2 separate regions of the Anser cygnoides genome follow, and region 2 is linked to region 1. The links are chromatin contacts, called in public Hi-C maps. All regions are on one chromosome and are shown on one strand. The core of a region is the stretch at or near the end of the contact, and the rest is flanking DNA. Distances in the headings are between cores, read along the strand shown.

Region 1 (3,444 bases), core at 401-2,900:
ATCATTTTCAAGATCTCAACACCTGCATAGTAAGAATACATTTGTTTTTAAATTATTGTACTCTTTCCGATTTCAAGCTTAAAATTTCACATTTTACAACTATAGCAAAAATTTTGAAGTGCTACAATTGTTGAAATGCTTTGTGTTTATGTCCCTGCTTCTTCTTTTTATAAATCACTTTTAACCTTTTGACTGTGTGATTTGTGTTTGAAAGCAGCAGAGGAGCGAAGATACCTTTGTCTGGATTTTACTCATTTGAGTAGGAGAGGAATTGTGGCACTTGCCTGTGGAACAAAAAACATCTTGCACTGACCTAGCACGTCTGACCTGAAAAAGCCAATAGCTTATGAAGAGTAGGTCATTTCTTCTCACTGTATGGTATGCAAAACATGTATTATCCCTACTTAAAGACATTTTAAAGAATTAATTTCTGTTACAGATTGCAATACTGACCTTGGAATGTTATTTACCATGTCAGCAAGAACGGTGGTGAAAACTATAATCTCCTGTTTCTCTACTTTAAGAATTGAACGGCACGTTCAGAAGCATTGGCATTTTGGCATTTATTGCTTCTGGTATCACTTTGTGACATTTGTTAGACATTGACCAGAAAAGTTCAATGTTTCCAGTGGTGGCGTAGGCAGAACTTTCCACAGGTTCTTGTTCTGGGGAAAGATAAAGCAGTCCGTCTCAGCAAAATATTGTTCTTTTATGTCTACAAACAGTTCTGTATACAACCTAAAGCTGGTATGCAGGAACGAGCTGCAATGGATTAGCTGAAGTACCACGAGGTATTCAGCTTCCCCAGCACCTCCCTGGCAGGTCACAACCCGCCAGACCACAAGCTCGTCAAGGGTGTCTGCACTGGGTCACGCTGTGAACTGTCCTGCCTGGTGTCCTGCCTTAGACAGCTGCCAGTGACAAGGGAAAGAACAAAGGTAACAGTGCACACAGACAGTAATCTGTCCCAAACATCTCCTCCTGCCCCCCCAGTCACCTGCAGTTTTAGATCCACTGCAGGCAGCAGTCTGTGCGACCCATGTTAAGTATGTATCCTTACACAGCCGCTGGGACTGAGCATTTGTAAACCAATACCAAGGAGTTGGCACCTTTGTGCCACAGTTCAGCCAGGTACTGGAGCACTGACAGGGCAGTGGATATGCCCACGTCTTCAGAGCTCTTCCCTGCACCGGCCTGGGTGAGCTGGTTAAACACTGCACCCAAACCCGAGCCCACCCCACCTCCGCACGGACACTGGGTGCCACAGCAAGCTCGCTCTGGGCCTGCCAGCCCGACAGCGGGTGATGTGAATGCACGAAACTGGTGGTTTTATGGCTCCTGCAGCAGGTAAGGGGGTAAGAAATAGGGAAATAAGGAAACAGCGCACACGGGGTGGGCACCGTCACCCACCTGTCCGCTAGTCAGTCACCGTGCTTAAGGGGAAGGGGAGAAGGGCTGCCTCACTACGTTTTTCCTTGATTTATCTGTTCCCATCTCCCCGCGACGGCTGTTGTGAAAGGCTGCCTTCAGCTCCCACCCTAAAAACAGGCGGCCCCTCACGGCATCGCTCAGGGGACGGCCACGGACTGCACCCGACAGACCCGGGGGGCGCCGGCCCGCGGCGGCCGGGCAGCCCTGAGGGGCCCGGCGGGCTTCGGGGCGCGTGCGCGGGGCCGCCGAGCCGGGCGGCGGGCGGGGCCGGGCCGGGCCGGGCGGGGCCGCGGCCATTGGGGCCCGGCTGCGGAGGGGACGCGCGGCCGCCGCCGCCGCCATGGTGTCCTGGATGATCTCCCGGGCCGTCGTGTGAGTGCCGGCGGCGGGCGGGGCTGGGGGTCGAGGTCGGGGCCGGGCCGGGCCTGGCCGAGCCGAGCCGAGCCTGGCTGAGCCGAGGCGCCGCGGCGCTGGCGGCGCCCGGCGGGTGTGAGCGGCTCCCGCTGACCCCCGAAGCGCGGCCCGGGGCTATGGAGGGGCTGGGGAGGAGGCTGGGGAGCGCGGGCCGGCGGCTGCGGGGAGGCGGGCGGCGTTACCGCCTGCTGCCGCCTCAGCGGGGCCTCGGCAGGTAGCGGGGTGAGCTGCGGGTGAAGGTGTCACCTTCCTGAGAAAGGGTAAGCTGCGAAACCTCTGGTCTCCTCCTCATACATCGCGCCGTTCTTTCATGGAATTGAAGGTTATTTTGCTCTTTTGGGTGTGAACAATGCTCGCGATAAATGTAGAGTAATAAGGGAGAAGGTGAACCTCCCTCGTGCTCCGTGCTGTGCAGCTCTCTGCGCTGGCCCCGCTGCTTGTGGGGCTGCTGGAGTTGGGATTTACCGTGTGTGAGGTTTTGTCAGGCAAACGGAGTGAACCTGCTCACAGAGCAGCCCACCGGGTGTCTGTGAAGGATGTAGCGCGAGCGTGTGACCCAAAACACTGGATGATAAATAGGGCTTCCCCATTTTGCTGGTGACAAACACCTCCCTGAAGCTGTCTGGTGTCACTTCACATGAAAGCTTTATCCTGTCAGGAAGCCTTCTCCTAACGCCAAGTACACTTCCTTGCTGCTGTCTCGTCACCTGGCTAAGTAGCAGTCCTGCAGCCTTCTCCCTTCCCACTGCCCTCCGTGAGACTTGTCAGGTAATTGAGACCTGCTAAGTAGGCAGCATTGTGTTCTGGGGTTGGCAGAAGAGGAGCCAGGCTTGGAAGAGGCTGTAGGAAGAGATGCCGTTTGCTCGCTCTGCCGGCATGCTCTTCCCACGGGCAATACCTAGCACTGGAGGGGAGATGCATAGGCATGCTTTCTGGAAGTCAAATGTAGCTGCTGAACCTGTTTCTGCTTTGGAACAGAAACACCAACCAGCAAATCTTTGGTTTAACTACTTCTTAAACTCCACTGGCTGTGAAAGTGGTATCAGCAGCGCTGAGCACCTCAACTTCTAATGACCAGATTCTTGTTGCTTGTTTTATTTTCTTTTTTTTTTTTTTTCTGTGAAATACGCCACTAAGGATTGTATTTGCATTTTGAGAACTAAGTCCTCTGTGGGCCAAACCAGCATCATATCATAGGGATTAAAGATAAATTTGTGTATTGGAGTACCTGTTACTGCAAGAGATAATAAAGGACAATGTATTATGCAGTTGGGTTTTCTGGTTGCTGTTGCTCCCTCATTTGCGTGTGCTAATTATTTTTGCTAAAAAGGGAGTCTTTAATACTATTTATAAATCCTCTCCACCTTCTTGTGTCCTTGTTTCCTAGCTGTGGGATTTAACCAGTTTGCCAGTGTTCCTCTGCCCAGGAAGAGGGGAGTGCTCAGTGCATCCAAGAGAGATCTTGGAGTCTGTTGTTTAAGTTTGCCAGCAGAGGATTTTATGCAGTCTGGAGACTATTGTTTAACTTTACTTTCCACATGAATTTTGCTTTATTAAGCAAAGGTGAAATTAAACAGAGGCCATGAGACATAAGATGCC
Region 2 (3,444 bases), core at 263-2,762, 56 kb before region 1:
GATTACCTACTGCATTGACTCCGATATTTATGAAAGTTTATTAAATCCTTTTAGAATTGAACAATTAAAATGGGAGGCCTGAAGTATGCATATAAGTACGGGCAACTTTTCATCTTTCCCCTTTCTCCTCTGTTTCCCCAGTAACATCTCGGTGGTTTAAAATCAAGATTTAGTTTTATGTATCCTTTGATTCAACCTTTGCTACAGACAGAAAATGCTGAACAACCTCCCCCAGATTTTTAGCACTCAGCATGTATTTGCAAGACTTTTTTTTTTCCTGGGATGCTTCCTTGTAATTTTGATAATCACTTCACTACTTAAGCTTAGATTTTAAACAGAATCTTTAAGTTTCACCATTAGCTAGTTCTTCTTTGTGACAAATAATATTAACGCACCTCAGCTCCTCCACGTTTTCTGAGTGATTAAATAATGTTCCCTCCAGGAAAAGGAACACACTACATGAAGATATTTTTGACTGCAGGAGTCTCCAGCTGCAGAATTGTTAGTGGTGTAAGATAACAGAAGTATTTATCGATAACAATAAAGATGTGAATCTGTTTTCGAAATAGATCAGAGAAACACACCCAAGGTTTCTACTTTGCTTTACCAAATAACTTCTGCTTCGCTGTACCAACTACTTAAAACTTGAATGTTATTTCTAGCAATCAGTCTCACTTCCTTCAAACTGTACGTACAATAGACCATGTGCTCCAGAAGACCACCTGCGAATGAGAAAGGAAATCGTGAAATTTCACCTAATCATCCAAGGCAAAAATATAGGACAGACGTCCTTCCTCTACTTTCAACAAATATATTAATACTGTATTAAATTAAAAGAATGTGATAAACATTTTTGAAGGTTATGTTCATTATTGGCTTTCCCGTGGCTTTGAATACACTTGTTTCACTGCGACCTCTTGTATCATAACCTGTTAAGAGCATTAAAAGCACAGCCAAGGCCCGCAATCATTCAACTGCAACATGCTTTGACTAGATAATAGTTCTCAGTATCACACACAGATACGTACTCTAGTATTTTTATTCGGTGTATGTATGAAAAATAATGGATAAAAAAAAGCTATGTTTTCCTTCTGTGCACTTCACTTCCAATAACACCAGTAAGGCCATGATGCCTTACCCCCAGTCACTGGGCTGAAAAAAGGAGGGGAGGAGGGAATGCTACCGATAAAACCCGTTCCTAAATGCCCCTTCGTATGGGAAGGCAGAGGTCACTGACAAAGCAGTCAGACAACAGAAACCAGCATATAACCCACTCAGGGAATCCCTCACAGACACTACCATCACTACCTCACTATCAGATCAGGAGACAAAGGTTGAATAAACAAGATTCAGAGGTAACGTTAAATGCACTGAACACAGGCAAGGAGAGGTTTTCTAGTTTTGCCCTTAAGAAATGACCAGAACACTGCATATAGCCAAAAAACCCTTACTATGGTTTGGTACATGAGAGTATTAGATATCAAAACGAGCTGCCAAAGAACATTGGCACAAATTCATGGGAATCAAAGAAACATACCCGGTGAGTCCCGTAACACTGCAAAAATGAAGTGTGCTTGAGCACTGAGAGCAAAGGGCAGAGATTCCCAAGCTTTCTAACGTGTGTGGCTTTTCTTACCATCACATCCCTTCCTTTCTACCTTTGATTAAAGCAAACAAACATATGTCAACAGGATACACTTTGTCCAAGAGAGTCCACAATGGCAGAACTGGTTGTTTGGTTATGGATACCACTAGCTTTCAGTACTAGCTGCTTTCTTAACATGCTTTCTGTATCCAAGATGTTAGGAAAAAAAAGAAATCTCCCACCCCCCAAAAAAGCACACAAGTATGCAAGTTATCTAAAGCCAAGACAAGATCAATCCTTTTGCAATTACTTGATTTTAAAACTTAAACCCAGAAATAGGCAAATTGGTCATTATTTTTTTTTTCCTAATGAACCTCTAATCCTTGAAATAATTTTTCTTCCCACATGCAACACACTGAAAAACAATTGTAAAGCTCTGAGGAAAGCCAGCACCTGCAGGAAAAGGCTTAATCTGGCAACTGCTGGTGTTGTTGAGTTATTCGTCACATAAATCTCTTATTAAGTCCCACCTCTTTCCTGTAGCTCTAACTGTTGGAGTTTGAGAAAACAGACCTCGTTTCATGCTCAACTCCCACCACTAAGCAGCTGAATCTCCTACGTTACTTAGAATACTGTTCGTGAGAGCAGACTTCACATGGAGTCATGCAACATCCTGTTCCAAGCCAAATGCTCCAGATGGGATATGTTTCACTGCTGCCTCCCCCTCCCCAGCCCGTTTAAGCTTGTTCTTTTTTCTTTGAAAGCATTTATCCCAAACTGATGCTCTAACAGCATGCTAAAACTGACCTTTGAAGAAAAATACAGGCATATCACAACTTGCTTAAAATCTAAATATTCGTGCTACAAAAAAAAAAAACATTTAAATTATCAAAATATTTGTATCAGCTAGTCAGTTATCAAAACCACATGTATAAGAAAATAAATTACTCGATGCAGCTCAGGAAAATCTGCCTTACTTCAGAAAGTTTGCTAATCATTTAAAAGCTTAACATTGTCACGCACGTTACTAATCTAATGGAAGTTCTCATCGACAAAACAAGGAAAAAACTGTCTAGTCTGCTGATCACTCTGAATGCTGGCAATTTCTCAAACATCTGCTAAAGGTCAGATTTCCACTGCATGGAACCAATCAATGAAGCTACACAACACTCCCAGCGCCATTGGAAGTGCCAAACAAAGACCAGTGTTTTACATAAGCAAAGAAACTCAGCCTGAAATCTTCCAAAACACTGCTAGCAAAGTCTTCTCTTCTGTCGCCACACAGTACTCGTCTACCTGGCAAGGACTCCTAGAATTAGTGCAGTTTTGCTTTTTATCGCAAAAACAAGTCACTGCTAACCCGTCTCTTTCTGCATTGTTTAATAGTGTACAGCTCCTAACACGTACACAGGAACGTTAGGGAAGGAAAAGAGAACATCTTCTGATTTAAATGTAAAGGGTTTGTTTGGTTTTGTTTTTAATTTAAATACTAATCACTATATAAATGAGCAGTTTCAGCAAACTGAATATTCACAAAATTGGTGCCTGTGTTTCAGCTCAGCGACTTCAAACAAAACCCACCCCTGCTCAATTCTAAAAACAGATCTTGGAGTTAAAAATCAGGCTGAGCTCATAAAACTGTCCTAAAATCCTTACTAAGCAACCTCAGAAATATAATCCCAACGTCCTACCAGATTAGGGAATTGTCGTCTCCCGCTAAAAACAGCATGCTCTAGATTTCAACAGCTTATCGCATGCCATAAGACCGGTGTTTTAGCAAGAGCATATGCATAAGAAATAAGTGATCGATTCCGATGCTGCTGAAAAGCTGAGCTTGTTCTATTTTTACAGATAAAACA

The links. A called contact is a pair of places that touch in the nucleus more often than the background predicts.
Region 2: a Hi-C map of liver shows a contact between it and region 1, with 2.5 times the contacts expected there. The contact joins the enhancer-like site here to the promoter of REEP3 in region 1. A contact is called at or near these places in 2 of 7 Hi-C or Micro-C datasets (both in liver).

The regions. Positions count from the first base shown.
Region 1 is chr7:27,306,459-27,309,902 of Taihu_goose_T2T_genome, reverse strand. REEP3 (receptor accessory protein 3) reads left to right here and starts at 1,650. Exons shown (of 8, transcript XM_048069494.2): 1 at 1,650-1,803. The coding sequence starts at 1,772. LOC106031286 (a long non-coding RNA gene) reads right to left here and starts at 1,632. Exons shown (of 3, transcript XR_010833032.1): 1 at 1,411-1,632; 2 at 454-665.
Region 2 is chr7:27,362,264-27,365,707 of Taihu_goose_T2T_genome, reverse strand. The region is part of intron 1 of JMJD1C (jumonji domain containing 1C); the gene reads right to left. Among named protein-coding and RNA genes, the nearest start is that of JMJD1C, 38 kb to the right of the region's middle. Within about 2 kb of position 1,512, at least 3 of the 3 cell types and tissues checked have open chromatin away from gene starts, as enhancers often do. A contact at or near this core is called in liver, where this site is marked.